2 separate regions of the Mus musculus genome follow, and region 1 is linked to region 2. Evidence: chromatin contacts called from public HiChIP or PLAC-seq data. All regions are on one chromosome and are shown on one strand. The core of a region is the stretch at or near the end of the contact, and the rest is flanking DNA. Distances in the headings are between cores, read along the strand shown.

Region 1 (7,112 bases), core at 1,758-4,257, 960 kb after region 2:
TCCTTGGATGCAAGAGGACAACAGTGTGTGAGGGAGGATGCTAACATGGCCACCACTACATGTTAAAAGGAAGTAGCTTGTTCCTTGGTCAGAGAGGAAAGCTGGTATTCTTATTAATACAGAGTACATGAGTAGGCTGTACGCATTCTAGCTATTGCATGTAGCCTGCCCAGGCTTCCTACAGTCCCTGAGCTATGCTGCTGTGTGTCAAATAACACAGAGAAAAATATCATTTTATAATCATTTTCACTCTTGGGACTTGATGAAGTTGATTCTTTTGCAAACATCACATAGATATTTAATTGGCATCTGTGAACAACATTATACCTCTTCATGGGGGGGCAGAGCCCACAGAAGCACTGCTGTCCAGAGTCAAGCCATGTGGAGGGCCCGTCCACCCATCCATTCCATTTCTGAGTAGTTCCTTGTCTGTCTATTCAGCTGTGCCATATAAAATTAGAATAAAATGAAGGGGAGGGTGTTTGGCATAAAATGATTAAGTGAAGGCTAGAAGTTAAAAATACAAAGCTAAATTATAAGAGTTTTGAAGGGATTGGAGTAAAGGTTAAATGTTTTTGCTGTTTTGTTTTGTTATTTTTACACCCAGTGTAAAATAAGGAGAGGGGACTGTTTACAGAAAAATAAGCAGATGAGTTTAAAGAAAGCCCAGTTGCAACAGCAGGGAAAAAGAAAGCTGAGGGTAGGGTAGAGAGGATCCTGTGCACACGTTGGGGAGGTGGTGCTCTTTGGCTGCTGTGAAGTGAGCTAGCACCACCATTAGAGAATAGCAGATGAAAAGCAGAAGCTAGGCATAGATGGTTTGGAAAAATGTCTTGCCGGGCGTGGTGGCACACGCCTTTAATCCCAGCACTCAGGAGGCAGAGACAGGCAGATTTCTGAGTTTGAGGACAGCCAGGGCTACACAGAGAAACCCTGTCTCAGGAAAAAAAAAAATCTCAGTGGCTAATCAGTGAGCTCTACACAGGGGACCAGGGTTCAATTTCTACCACCTGTATAACTTCAGATTCAGGGGATCTGACACCCTCTTTAGGTCTCCTTGGGAACTAGGTGTGCACATGGTGCACATGCATACATATGGGAGAAACACCCATGCACATCAGACTCACTAGCGCCACTTACAGGTGGAGAGATAAATAGCACATATGTTTATTGAAGCATTCATAGCATGAGATCAACTGTGTCTTGCAGTAACTACATGAAGACAATGCATATATCCACCATGGGATACTCTGCAGACCTGAAAAAGAAGGTTTTTGACTTATACAGTAGCATAGGTGAAACTGGAGGACATGGTGAGGGAGATTAGACACAAAGACTCCTGGTGCCTCTCTGCTGTTGCATAGTGAGAAGCTGGCTACAAAAGTGGAGAGTAGAGAGAACAGAGAGTACCAGAGGCTGGGAAAACAGGAATAAAAGGGGGGATGGGTTTGTTGTTACAGAAATACACTTCTGTATTCCTAGTCTTCAGCTGGTGGTCCAGCCTGGGCTAAGTAGCAAGTTCCAGGTAAGCCTAAGCTATACAAGGAGACTGTCTCAGAAGAAGAGGTGCTGGTAGTGTAGCTCAGTATTAAGAGCACTTGCTCAGCATGTAGAAGGTCTTAGGTTTGATCCTCAACACAATTATCATTACAGGAAAGAAAGCGAAAGAAGTTCTGCTGAATGCTTGCACAGCAGCATCACTGACTAGCAGGTGCTTTGGAGTGGTCAGAACAGGGCTTTTGAGGGTCTCACCACAAGGATGGTTGTGCCAAGTCTTACCCGGTGTGTAACTGCAACAAAGCACGCGGCTGTATATGTGCACAGTTATATGTCAGTACAAAGTAAGGTAAGTACACGAAGTCAGCAAGCAGGCAAGGTTTTCAAAATACACCAAAAATAGACGAGACTTGAAGCAACTTAAAAGGCTGAAATCTTAGCCAAGAGTTAAATAGAACTTATTTTACCTTAACTTTTGTATATATGTGCACAGGTGTATGCATGCACGTAAGCACGCCATGCACGGCACACACTTGGATGTCAGGGACAGCGTGAAGAGCGTTGTTCTTCCATCGTGTGTGTTCAGGGTTGAACTAAAAATAGTGGAATGAAAGCGTATTTTGTATTTGATGGCTTGAAGAAGGCACTTGTGTTTGCAACAGTCTACTAAAGTGAGTTTGAAGACACTTAAAGAATGTTCCAGCCAGGCAGTGGTGGCACATGCTTTTAATCCCAGCACCTGGGAGGCAGAGGCAGGTGGATTTCTGAGTTCGAGGCCAGCCTGATCTACAGAGTGAGTTCCAGGACAGCCAGGGCTACAAGAGAGACCCTGTCTCTAAAAACCAAAAAAAAAAAAAAAAACACCAAACAAACAAAAAAAAAAAAACCCCACAAAGATTGTTCCAGGAAAGAAATATCTCAGAAGTTTGAGGAATGTACACTGCTGTTCCTTTTGGGGCCCAAGGATGAGCCATTAGACCAGGCAAGTCGCTGGGAAGCGGGACAGTTGGGAAGTTTCTCTGTAGCCAGCGATGCCCAGCTCCCCAGGGAGCACTCTTCTCAGGGAGCACCTGTAGTCAGTCCCCAGTGACAGTTTTCGCAGAACTGTGTAGACCACTGCTTCAGAGAAAATAAAATGACTGAAGATTTTTAAAGTTGCTGAGAAAAGTAAGAGTTTTAAAGGTGGAAAACAGAAATGGCTCGGAGTTGTGACTGTCATCTCTAGGGACTAGTGTTCTTCTGGTCATGGCCAGATGTTCTGGCCAAAGGATGAGAACAGTGGACGCAGTCTTCCATCTGCAGACAAGGAGCTGGGCTGGTTCCCAGCACAACTGTGTCTGTCCAGCCATCAAACATTTGCATAGAAAATGAGACAAGTTGTAATACTAGTTTTTTTTTTTTTCTTAAAAAAAAAAAGTCCATTTTTTTTCATTGTCTAGATAATACTAAACAGAACAGCCTTCACCCATCGCCCTACTCTACTTACTGGCATTTTGTTTTGTTTGGAGCTTTGATGTGGTTTTGGTTCTTTGAGTCTTTTTCCTTTGTATGTTAGTTGTTAAACTTCATATAATTTTTCTTTGTGAGAACTCTTTCTCGGGTAGGGATTTCTTTTTGGTTTTCCGAGACAGGGTTTCTCTGTATAGTCCTGGCTGTCCTAGAATTCGCTTTGTAGACCAGGTTGGCCTCGAACTCAGAAATCCGCCTGCCTCTGCCTCCCAAGTGCTGGGATTAAAGGTGTGTGCCACCACGCCCGGCACGAGTAGGGATTTCTTAAGAGTTAAAATTTTTTCCACATGGGAGTTACTTTTTACTCTGGGTTTTTTTGTGTGTGTGTGTGTGTGTGTAATATATTTGGTTTTGCTAGGCATGAGGAGCTTGACCTCCCAGTCTTTACTGGCAAGGTGCCTCTCTGGAAACCGGTAACTGCCATGTCCTGATGCTAGCCTGTGTGGCAATGGCTGGTCTTTAAGCTTGCTTAAGTCATAAAAGCAGCACTCCTTCTAGGGAGTGAACAGAGTTCCAAACAAACCAGTAAGAACCAGTGACTCCAGATACTTCCTGCTATAGTTGATGTCTTTGGAAAGGAGCCAGGTTTTGTGGCACGTATACACTCACAGCCACACACTACATGGAGTGATAACATGGACATTGGTTTGGATGTTTTAAAAGCTCAGAATTCTGCTATTCTGGGTGTTGGTTAGTTTTGGTGGTGGGGATTGAACCCAGGACCTTGTTCTGTACCACCAAACCACACTTCCAGCCTCTGCTAATTATTGTTTTTTTTTTATTTGAGTTTAACTTTTGATTATGTGTATGCATATCTGTGTATGGTTATGGGTGAGTGCAGTTGCCTACTCTGTCCAGAAGAGGATGTCAGTACGAGGAGTTACAAGTAGTTGTGAGTTGCCTGAAGAGGGTGATGGAGAACCCTATTCAAGAAAAGGATGTATTCTACCAGAGAGCCATCTCTCCTACACTCTGCCAATGATTTGTTTGTGAGACAGATGGATTAGCACATGTTTATGGTCCCTCCTTATGAGGGGTACCATTGTCAGGTTCTCTGTCTTTGTGACCATTTATCCGACAGACAACCTAGACAGCTTTTGGCTCATGGTCTCAGTAGTGCCAGCCTATTGTGGCAAGGAGGAGAGGGAGCACAGAGGTACATGGTATGGCAGCTAGTAGAGACAGAGGACAATTCAGGCACAAGGACCTTCCCTGGTGACTAATTCCTTCCAGAGAGGACTTATCTCCTGTAATTTCTAGAGCCTCCTAAAATACTGCCACCATCAGGGTCCAGGCTTTCGACACATGAGCCAATAGAGTGTTTAATATTCAATCCATAAATCCTATCTAGAATGAAAAACAGTGGTATTAATTCTGCTAACTAACTGCCTTGCACAGGTTCTTAGTCACCTTGCTAGTGATATGAGGGACCGTCTGAATGAGGAAACTGAGACATACCAGTGATTGGTTTGTTTAGAGACCCTAACAGTAGGTACATACCAGAGACAAGCATTGACACCTTCGTAACTTCTGAGTCACTGATGGGGCAAGTCTATGTATGGCTTTGCTCTGTCTTGTACAGAGTAGCTGTGAAAACAAAGTAGCACAGTGAGAACACAGGAGTGCACACTATCCGCTGTTAATGCATCCTGGAGTAGTTCCTGGAGCCTAGCAAGACCTGAGCATGGGCTGCGGGTGGGCCAGCGGGCCGGCAGGTCGGCGGCTTGTCTTGTTTAGTGCTGCTCACCCCTGAAGGGTAAGGAAAGGGAACTGTGTCTCCCCACAGGTGCTGACACTGGGATGGTTTCCTTGGCTTGTCCCTTTCATATCATGTCTTTGCACATCTGTTTCATAAATTACTCAAAGATTTCTCTGAAAACTTGCCAGATTAAATCACCATTGGCAGCAATCAGAAAGTTGGTGGCTTGTGGGAACAGGACTTATATTTTAGGACAACTTTAGACAAAGAGAAACACATTGGTTTTTATGAATCTCAGAAATTAATACATGAGCTTGGTTAGTGTTGCTTCCTTTACACTGATACAAAATAGTGGGAATTTTCCTAGAGTGTTAGGTATGTGATCTTATAAACAGGGGAACAAATTTCTTGAATGTACATGTTGAAATCTAGGGTTTTGAAATGCCTGCCCTCGGGCTGGTGAGATGGCTCAGTGGGTGGGAGCACCCGACTGCTCTTCCAAAGGTCCAGAGTTCAAGTCCCAGCAACCACATGGTGGCTCACAACCATCCGTAACGAGATCTGACTCCCTCTTCTGGAGTGTCTGAAGACAGCTACAGTGTACTTACATATAATAAATAAATAAATCTTTAAAAAAAAAAAAAAAAAAAAGAAATGCCTGCCCTCCCTCCTTCCCTTCTTCCCTTGCTCCTTCCTTCCTTCCTTCCTTCCTTCCTTCCTTCCTTCCTTCCTTCTTTCCTTCCTTCCTTCCTTCCTTCTAGACAGCATCTTCCTGTTCATCATCCAGGCTGACTTGTGGGTGCTGGAATAATAGGCATAGGTTAACCTAGCCAGCTTACTTTTCACTCTTGGAATTTGTAGAGAGTGACAGGCTAGAACTAGTAGATGGTGCCATCGTCTCCTGTCAGTGGCTGATTGTCCTTCTGTAGAGAACAGATTATGCTGGGACATTGCAGTTACCTCTGTCATGAGTCCTAAAGCACAGTGCTTTCTTATTAGACTTTCTGTTCAAAGTTTCAAATTTTAATAAACAACTGGGAAATTTATAACAAAAACATAGTTTATAGTTCTGTCATGACCCAGTTCTGCTCTCTGCGGTTGGGCTCAAGTCTCTTAGCCCAGCCTCTTATGGTTTGATTTTACAGATCAAGATGATCTCCAAGCTGCGGGCCTTGGGAAAACTGACTCAAAGTCACCTCTGGGGCCAGAGAGATGGCTTAGCTGTTAAGAGCACTTGTACCTGTAGAGAACGTGAGTTAATTCCAGGGATCCAATGCCCTCTTCTGGCCTCAGTCGGTGTCCTTAACCATACATACACATAGTTTCTGTGAACTCTGTAGACGCAATGAGTTGAAGTGTACTGCCCACAAAAATGTCTCATCTTGACAAAATAAGAATGCAGTTGGTTGTAAATATTGGCTACCCCATAGTGAGAAAATAACAGACTGCTCCCACTGTCAGGAGTCTTTAAAGACATTTCAGTGTTCAAACCATAAAGGTAGACAGTTTTCATCTACCAAGCATGTTAGGGTTTTGTTCAGGAAGTCTAGTTTTTCTCACTTGCAGCGTATTGTTAGAGATCCCCCTGGTGAAAAGAGGGGCCTGCTTCTGCAACTTGTTCTCTTGCCTCTCTCTGTATGTGACGACTGACAGAGAAAATACGATGTCTAAGAGAGGAGAAAATTTACTTTTATCTCTTTTTAAGAAAAGATTTATTGGAACTAGAAAATATTCTGGGTGAGGTAACCCAGTCACAAAAGAATACGCATGGTATGCACTCACTGATAAGTGGATATTAGCCTAAAAGCTTGGAATACCCAAGATACAATTCACAGACCACATGAAGTTCAAGAAGAAGGAAGACCAAAGTGTGGATGCTTCAGTCTTTCTTTGAACCGGGAACAAAGTACTCACAGTAGGAAATACAGACACAAAGTGTGGAGCAGAGACTGAAGGAAAGGTGATCCAGAGACTGCCCCACCTTGGGGGTTCATTCCTTATACAGACACCAAACTCGGACACTATTGTGAATGCCAAGAAGTTCTTGCTGACAGGAACCTGATATAGCTGTCTCCTGAGAGGCTCTGCCAGAACCTGACAAATACCGAAGTGGATGCTCACAGCCGGCCATTGGACTGAGCATGGGGTCCCCAAGGGAGGAGTTAGAGAAAGGACTGGAGGAGCTGAAGGGGTTTGCAATCCCATAGGAAGAACAACAATATCAACCAACCAGACCCCTCAGAGCTCCCAGAGACTAAACCACTAACCAAAGAGTACACATGGCTCCAGCTGCATATGTAGCAGAGGATGGCCTTGTCGGGCATCAATGGGAGGAGAGGCCCTTGGTCCTGGGACGGCTCTATGCCCCAGTGTAGGGGAATGCAAAGGCAGGGAGGTGGTAGTGGGT
Region 2 (7,506 bases), core at 1,311-3,810:
TGAACACTTACACAGAAGTTTATTCAGTCTTTAACTTACTCGTGAGGGCTATTTAATGGCATCTTGCTATTTGGTCACTTCAGCGTTTGATGAGCAGCTCATGAGAACTAACTTAATCCAAGGTCTGTCTGAGTCCCGGGAACCCAGTAAAAGCAAACCAGATCAAGGCTATCTCTTCATGGAGCTGATAGTCTATGCAAGGAACCCAGAAAACAGCTAAAAACATCACTCTGTGGGCCTCTAGTCCCTATCTGTATCTGTGTCTATATTAAGAAAATTTTACAGCATTCAGAAACATTACTGGCTACTCCAAAGCTAGGGTGAACTCCCCTATGGAATTTAATTCCGGAGACTTGAGTTTCAAATGTCTCCTTACCAAGTTTATCTTTAGGGATCCATGAGACCTGACCTCTTTTGCTAAACATTGGTTTTAGCTGTTTCTTGAAAGGAATAAAGAAAACCAGAATGTTTGTATGTTTGTGTGATACTCCATGCATTTGCTCGCTCTCTCTCTCTCTTTCTTTCTCTCTCCCCCTCCCCATTTCTCCTCTCTCGCTCTCTCTCCCTCTCTCCCTCCGTTCCTCCCTTCTTCCCTTCCTCCTTCCCTTCATTCCCTGAGAGATCAAATTCTGATGACCCAACAGGCACTCTTTTGGAATGAAAGACCTCAGCTCCTGAGAGAAGTCTGATTAGGTAGGAACAACCCAAAATACATGAATGAGCCCATGAGGCACATGTGGAGGTGGAACTGTGCTGCTCTCATTAATACTCTTTGCATTATTTATTTATTTAGAATGGTGTGTGTGTGTGTGTGTGTGTGTGTGTAGGTCTTAGTATAACTTGTGGCAGTTGATTCTCTATTTTCAGTCATGTGGGTCCCAAGGACTTGAACTTGGGTCACCAGACTTAGCAGCAAGCACCTTTATCCCTTGAGCCATCTCTTTAGCCCTGAATTTTAGATACATCTCAAAATGTCATTCCTGGTTACACAAAGACGAATGCTCCAGAAAGAAAGAACAACGAGTCTGTTTCTTTGGCTACTGACATTCATATCATATCCTAAGGTGGGTTTGGTCTCAAAGCTTTAATTACGCGTTGTGTTAGAGCTTCCTTATTTAAGTGTCTGTTCCATGTCCATCACTCAGCACCCCCTGCCTATCTCGAAAGAAATGGGTATTATCATTCTAATTGAGAAGGAGGGAGAATGCTGTGCGAATTATTAATACATAAATTAAAAAATTAATCTAGAAGGTGCGTTAGCATCCCTGGAGAAGCACAACCCAAACACAAAACATATTTAATATTATTCTGAGCTCCCACAGAGAAGATCCAAGCTTCTGTAGCCTATGATTCTACTGGTAAACTGAGGCATGGAATGTGGCAATTGCAGAGCCCAGAGTCTGTGTTCAAAGCCCTTTATTGTACTTGAGAGTTTTTTTTCTGATGATTAGTGTTAATTAGTTTTCCATAAACAATAACAAACTGCCCCTTCCCTTTTCTCTATCCCGCTGAGTCTTTACACTCGATTTCTTTTTCTTTTTTTTTTTTTTCTTTTTTTTTTTCTTTTTTTTTTATTAGGTATTTAACTCATTTACATTTCCAATGCTATACCAAAAGTCCCCCATATCCACCCACCCCCACTCCCCTGCCCACCCACTCCCCCTTTTTGGCCCTGGTGTTCCCCTGTACTGTCGATTTTTTTTTCTTACTTGACTTTCTAATGTGGCAGATAGTTAGTTCAGGGTTGTGAAGCTGGTGCGGGAAATTTGGCATTGTGTGTGTGTGTATGTGTGTGTGTGTGTGTGTGTGTGGTGTATGTTCTAGTTCTCTTTTTGCACATGGCTCAGCACTTCGCATTGCTTTTCTTTTATATAAAGCCAGTGGCTAGAGGACACACATGTAGGCTGCTGGTGGAGTTGCTTCTGAGCTCTGCTGGGGAGCTGTTCTCAGCTTAGCTTCCCAGAGAGAACAGTTGTGTGCTTCCAGTGCTCCAGACATGGAAGGTAAAGGAGCTACTAGGGATGAGATTGATGTTTTCAAAGGCAGAGAGAGAGGGTAAAGTCCAGAAATTATTGTAACATGATAAGCAGTCTAGAGAAAGAGGACAGTTGTGGCATGATGATGACAGCCATTAGTCAGGGGAGCTTGCTGCTTCTAATTGGTTAGGTTTCTAAACCTTCCTGAAATTCACTCTCCTTACTTATGAACCACTTAATAGCCATGCCTGCCCCCTGAAGTCTATCGGGCACAAGTCCCCGGAAGAGCTTAGGTTAGTGCTGAGCGCACCGCGAGAAGGCCACAACAGGTCAGCGTTGCTTAGGTCATCACCTTCATTATTGAGTACGAGGGAGCTATGGAGAGCACATGCTGTTGTTCCTCAGAGAAGATAGCTCTCCCAAAGACATGCCTTCCCCCAGGACTCTACAACGTGTTTTTCTTAGCACTCCAACTGTTCATGGATCATGCCTCCCTGCTCCTAGTGTCCTTTGGATGCCACAAGAGACCACACACAGACCCATGCTTCCTCTCCGGCCTTCCTGACTTTGCAGGTGGTTTCTTCAGACTGCTGCCTCCACAGCTGCTCTGCCTGCTCCAGTCCTCTCTGCTCTTTCCCCTGCTTCTGTCACGTAGAGCCCCATTTCTCCACCTCCACATCTGGATCTCTCTCTCTCTCTCTCTCTCTCTCTCTCTCTCTCTCTCAGAGACATCTTTGCCACCCATAGTTTGTGATGAGCCTGTGTCTTTTGGGCCCACACCACAGGGCTCTTCTGGCTCTCCTGTCTGAGTTTGGGGTAAACAAACACTCATATAGGCAGCTGGAAAGGACCATATTTTTGCTTCCTGGTAGCTGGGTAGTCTCTCCAGGCCATGAAGACTCAGTCCATGAGTCTTCCATCATCATACAGTCCCTAATGGTTTCCCTTGACTGTAATGTGCATGTGTATTTGCTGTTGAGGGGTTGGAGGAAATAGAGAGGGAGTCAGAGGAAACTGAACTTCACCAAAGAACACTTAACCAAAGAGGCTACTTCTGTTAACCTTTGGAGCTTTCCTCTGTGCAGTTACACATCTAATACATAGTACTCCACACTGGCATTCTTCTACTTTTCATTTTGATAATAGTTTCCCACAGTAGTTTATTTATATTATTACTTCCTGTGAAAGCAGAAGGGATGAGCACACATATACACAAGGAAGATAAATAAATCACATTTAAAGTTGTGTAAGTTTAGGAATAAACACTCTTTTAGTGTAGACATTTTATTATTACTGTCTTAACTTCTTTTCATTTTAGATTTATTTTTATTTTGACTTGTGTGCTTGTGTGTGTGCATATGCATGTGTGTGTGTTTGTGTATGCATGTACATGTGTGTGCAGTACCCCAAGAGACAGGAAGAGGGCATAAGATTCTCTAGCTGGATTGATTTAAAAGCAGTTGTAGGCTACCCAAGGACTTTGTTCTCTAGAAGAACAGCAAGTAGTTTTAACAACTAAGCCATTTCTCAAACTCTTTAATACCTTAAAATATTTACTTCATTTCTTATTGAAGCCACAAATGTTGAGCAGTGTTCCTTTTCCTTACCATATAGAAACCATATAGACAGCAGCCCGTGCTCCTGTTGGGATATAAGTGCAAAGCTAGTCGAGTTGTCACTTTGATAGTGAGTTATTTGGTGAGTGTTCTAATATTACTGGGTTAAGAAGAATGGATTCCTGTAAGGGTAATTGTGCCTACTGGAGTCAAACATTTAGTAGAGTTATGAGCATATTTACACATGGATTTATTTCAGGAATGTTTAGAATATTATGTATGGAAGACATTCATTTCATAACATATTTTTAGATTTGTTTATTTTTATTTTTTGTGTATGAATGCATTACCTACATGTTTGTATGCATACCATGGGTACACCTGGTACCTATGGAGGTCAGAAAAAGACATAGAATCCCCTAGAACTGGAATTACATATGGCCTCCATATGGGTGTTGGATACTGAAAACTGAACCCACGTCCTCTGTAAGAATACCTAGTGTACTGTTAACGCCTGAGCCATCTCTCCTGACTCTCCTTAGTAACTTTTAAGAACAGACATGAGGATTCAAGAGTTTCTCCTGGTCTCACAAACTGTTCAGTAGTAGAACGATAAACAGGAAATTCTTGATGGCGCACAGTTAATAGTTTTTTTAGGAGTCATATTGTGAATGTTGTAATCATCTGAATTCCTAAAAAGAGGCCGCGACTACTCTGACTTTGGTTGACTGCATAGAGACCGTGTGGTCAGGAAGTCAGAGGGTAGCCAAGCATGGGTAGGCAAAGAAGGATCTGGACCTGGTTTGGCTCTTGTTCTCTATACAGTATTAAACCTGATCTCCTTGTTTCTATGCCTATAGATTATAAGTGCAGATTAGAAGCTGCAGAGGACAAAAGCACAGACTAAAACAGAAGTCATTTCAAGTGCTTAACTGTGTGGAAGCATTTTAGGGTTGGGGGACAGCACTTCATACTTCAGCCATCACTCAGTGTTTTAATGTATTACAGCAAGATGTAAGACAGGTGACTTCAAATATGATCTTGGTTTATCAAAGTTAAGTTACCTTGCATGTTCTCCATGATTCAGACAGCATTCAAAGCATTTTGGGAAGGATTTCAATGTGAATAGAATACTTGTTTCCATTGTTATCTATTTGTCGAGAACTTCACACCTGTATACAATGCATTCTGATTATATTCAGACACTCCGCAACTTACACCTAGAGATCCCTCTCCCAACTTCATATCCTTCTTTTTGTCTCTCTCCCTTTCTTTTTTTTTTTTTTTTACTGAGTCTAATTAGTGCTGACCCTGTATACATGGGTGGGGCCATTGGCTGGAGCATGGTTCTCCTACCAGGGGCCACATCTATAAAGAATATCGATTCTTCCTCTATTAGGAACCATTAGCTCCCCAGCTAGAGGTTGATGTGGCTTCCTGATTGGCAGGGAGCAGTGGGATCGAGATGTACCATTTAAGGCTGATCCCTCCACAGATTTGTTCTCTGCATTTTGACCAGTGTAAGTTCCCATATGAATCACAGTCCCCTTCACAAAGATGCATTTTTAATGAGAGCTGAGAGCTGTGCTCACCAATGGGTAAATAGAGGCACATATTTAGAAGGTTGCTTGATATTCAGTCCATTTAGTAGGTTGTCCTCTAGAGTCCAGGAGCTCCCCAATCTAATGTAAATTTTCAAGGCAATATCATTGGTGCTTTTTGTGACTATATCCTTAGCTTTCCAGAAAACACGAGCCATGGCAATAGACTTGGTCTCCAGAGTTCCCTTATGGCATGGTCTTAGTGCAATATTTCTTTGTGACTCTCAGTTTCTAGCCAGTAAGCTCAGACTTCCTGTGTATTCGAGAGAAGAGGATGAGGCATCTCTGAGCCCTAAGATGACTTGAGCTCAGTGCTTTCTCTTATGTTTCCAGGAACATTTTGCAGCATTAGTTGTGGATTTTAGTATGAGTAACTTTCTCATCCTTCTGCCTGTCACAAGGTGCTAAGACAGTTTCCCTTGGTGGCAACCAGGGGCTGGATATGGTTTCTTATCACCTCACCCACGATTCTCGGGCAAAACACTTCAGCTGGTTGGTTTTCACACTTAAATAAAACCTCCTTCTACACTGTTGCCATCCAACAGTATAAACATAAGCTAGCATTGACTCATTGGAGACTGCCCATAGAGGATATTCTAGCTTCTGTATGTTCAGTCCATGCTTCCGTGTTTAGCTGTTTAGGCCATTGCTGACTTCTCAGAGAGATCCCTTAGGATGCAGTTCTGTCACAGGTCAAGCAGTCAAATGCCAGGGATGCTCTTCTTCTTTTTTTTTTTCTCAAATATCTAGATAATGCTCATTTTATGACCATTAATAACATTTTCTTTATATAAAACGAGGTAAGAGTAATAAAAAATAAATTTTGCTTTATAGTATAATTTGATTGCCAATAGCGTTCAGAAATGAACTTCCTCACTGTGCATGTGCCCCTGCATAGAGGCAGGCTAAGCCTCCAGCAGCCCCCTCCCCAACCTTCATTTCTCTTTTATGGAGAGTCTTTAGTTCATCCAGAGCCCTAAGCTATTCCAGGGGGGCAGATCCTTTGCTCCCCCCTTTAAAATGCTTTGATTGTGCCTCTGGTAGTTAATGCGCCAAATGGTCTTCTGGACTTTCATACGTGTGTTCTGCAGCTAATTAGGATGCCCAGGCCTACTGTTTCCTACCTTTGTGCTCTCCACGTGTTTAAGAGCTCAGTTCAAACACCAGGCCCATACCCTCTGGAAAGGCATGGCAAAGTTCTACTCTGATTTGGGCATCTGTTGCAAACAGGTTTTCCAAAGGATATCCTGTAGGAGATAAACCATTTCATTAGGCCAGGTTCCCTTTCCAAACCGGGAAAGTACAGGGCCTGCTGTGAAGGAAAACCCAGATAATGCTATTGTGGCTATAAGCAGAGCACTTGTAAATGTTGTTGCCGGCATCTTTTCCACAGGTTCCATCCAGACGGTGTCCACTGACAGGTTAATGACGTGTTTTAGAGCTCTGTTTATAGAGAGCTACGGTAGGGCAGCTGGGACATGAGTCCTTTACATATTCCAATGACCCTTCCTCCTTCCATGTCTCCTGCAGTTGATAACTCCTCATGCCATCCGAGTTCAGACACCTCCTCGGCACATCCCTGGTGTGGTGGAAGTCACACTGTCGTACAAGTCCAAGCAGTTCTGCAAAGGGACACCAGGCAGATTCATCTACACAGGTAAGCGTGCCTGCAGATGGGAACCACAGAGCTCTGTTGACTTCATGAGATGTTTTCCTTGATCGTGTGCATGTGCGCGTGCATGTGTGTTTAATGTCGCTTCTGTTAAGACAGATTTTTTTTCCCATTTCAACAAGTACATACAGGACCGAAGAAATTGCTTTGATTATTATTACTAAAAGTTGATGGAGATGTAATACTTAAAGCTGATGGAGATGTAATAGCTTTGCATGTTGAAAGAATTGGTTGCCTACTTAGAGAAATAGAGAGCGGGACTATATTAGACAGGACCAAGGTCTCTCTCTAGTAGATTGGCCAGCTTGTTGTTGGAGTTTGCTTATGGAGCAGGGTTGAACTTTGACGAACAGTGCTGCTTTTTTTCTAGCCTGCCGCAGCACTTGAATTAAACACATTTGGAAATTTTCATAGTTATTCTGGGTCGTGCTCTCTGCCCCAGTAAGCTGCATTTTGTCTGCCCCACCCCCAACAGCACTGGCACACGGACGTGCCTTGCGGTAAGCAGCTAGGGTTACAGGGTGCATCTGAAATCCCTCCTACCAGGCCCAGCCAATCAGGCAGGGACCTGGGCTGGCAGGATGTAGAAATATATGTAATGGGCTAAGCAAACACCCAGGGATCTCATCGTCGAATTCAGCATCTGCTTTGGAAGGGGTGGGCAGACTCTTTGTTTCTTACATGCTCAAAGGTGAGGTGTA

What was found. HiChIP or PLAC-seq counts read pairs in DNA pulled down with a chosen protein or histone mark.
Region 1: a contact with region 2 is called in an H3K27ac HiChIP or PLAC-seq map of large pre-B cells, with 4 times the contacts expected there. The contact joins two enhancer-like sites.

The regions. Positions count from the first base shown.
Region 1 is chr11:45,872,739-45,879,850 of GRCm38.p6, forward strand. All of the region lies in intron 1 of Clint1 (clathrin interactor 1), which reads left to right. Among named protein-coding and RNA genes, the nearest start is that of Clint1, 24 kb to the left of the region's middle. Within about 2 kb of position 3,008, at least 48 of the 459 cell types and tissues checked have an H3K27ac peak or open chromatin away from gene starts, as enhancers often do.
Region 2 is chr11:44,917,786-44,925,291 of GRCm38.p6, forward strand. Ebf1 (early B cell factor 1) reads left to right here. Exons shown (of 16, transcript NM_007897.3): 10 at 6,664-6,790. Among named protein-coding and RNA genes, the nearest start is that of Gm51859, 170 kb to the right of the region's middle. Within about 2 kb of position 2,561, at least 7 of the 459 cell types and tissues checked have an H3K27ac peak or open chromatin away from gene starts, as enhancers often do.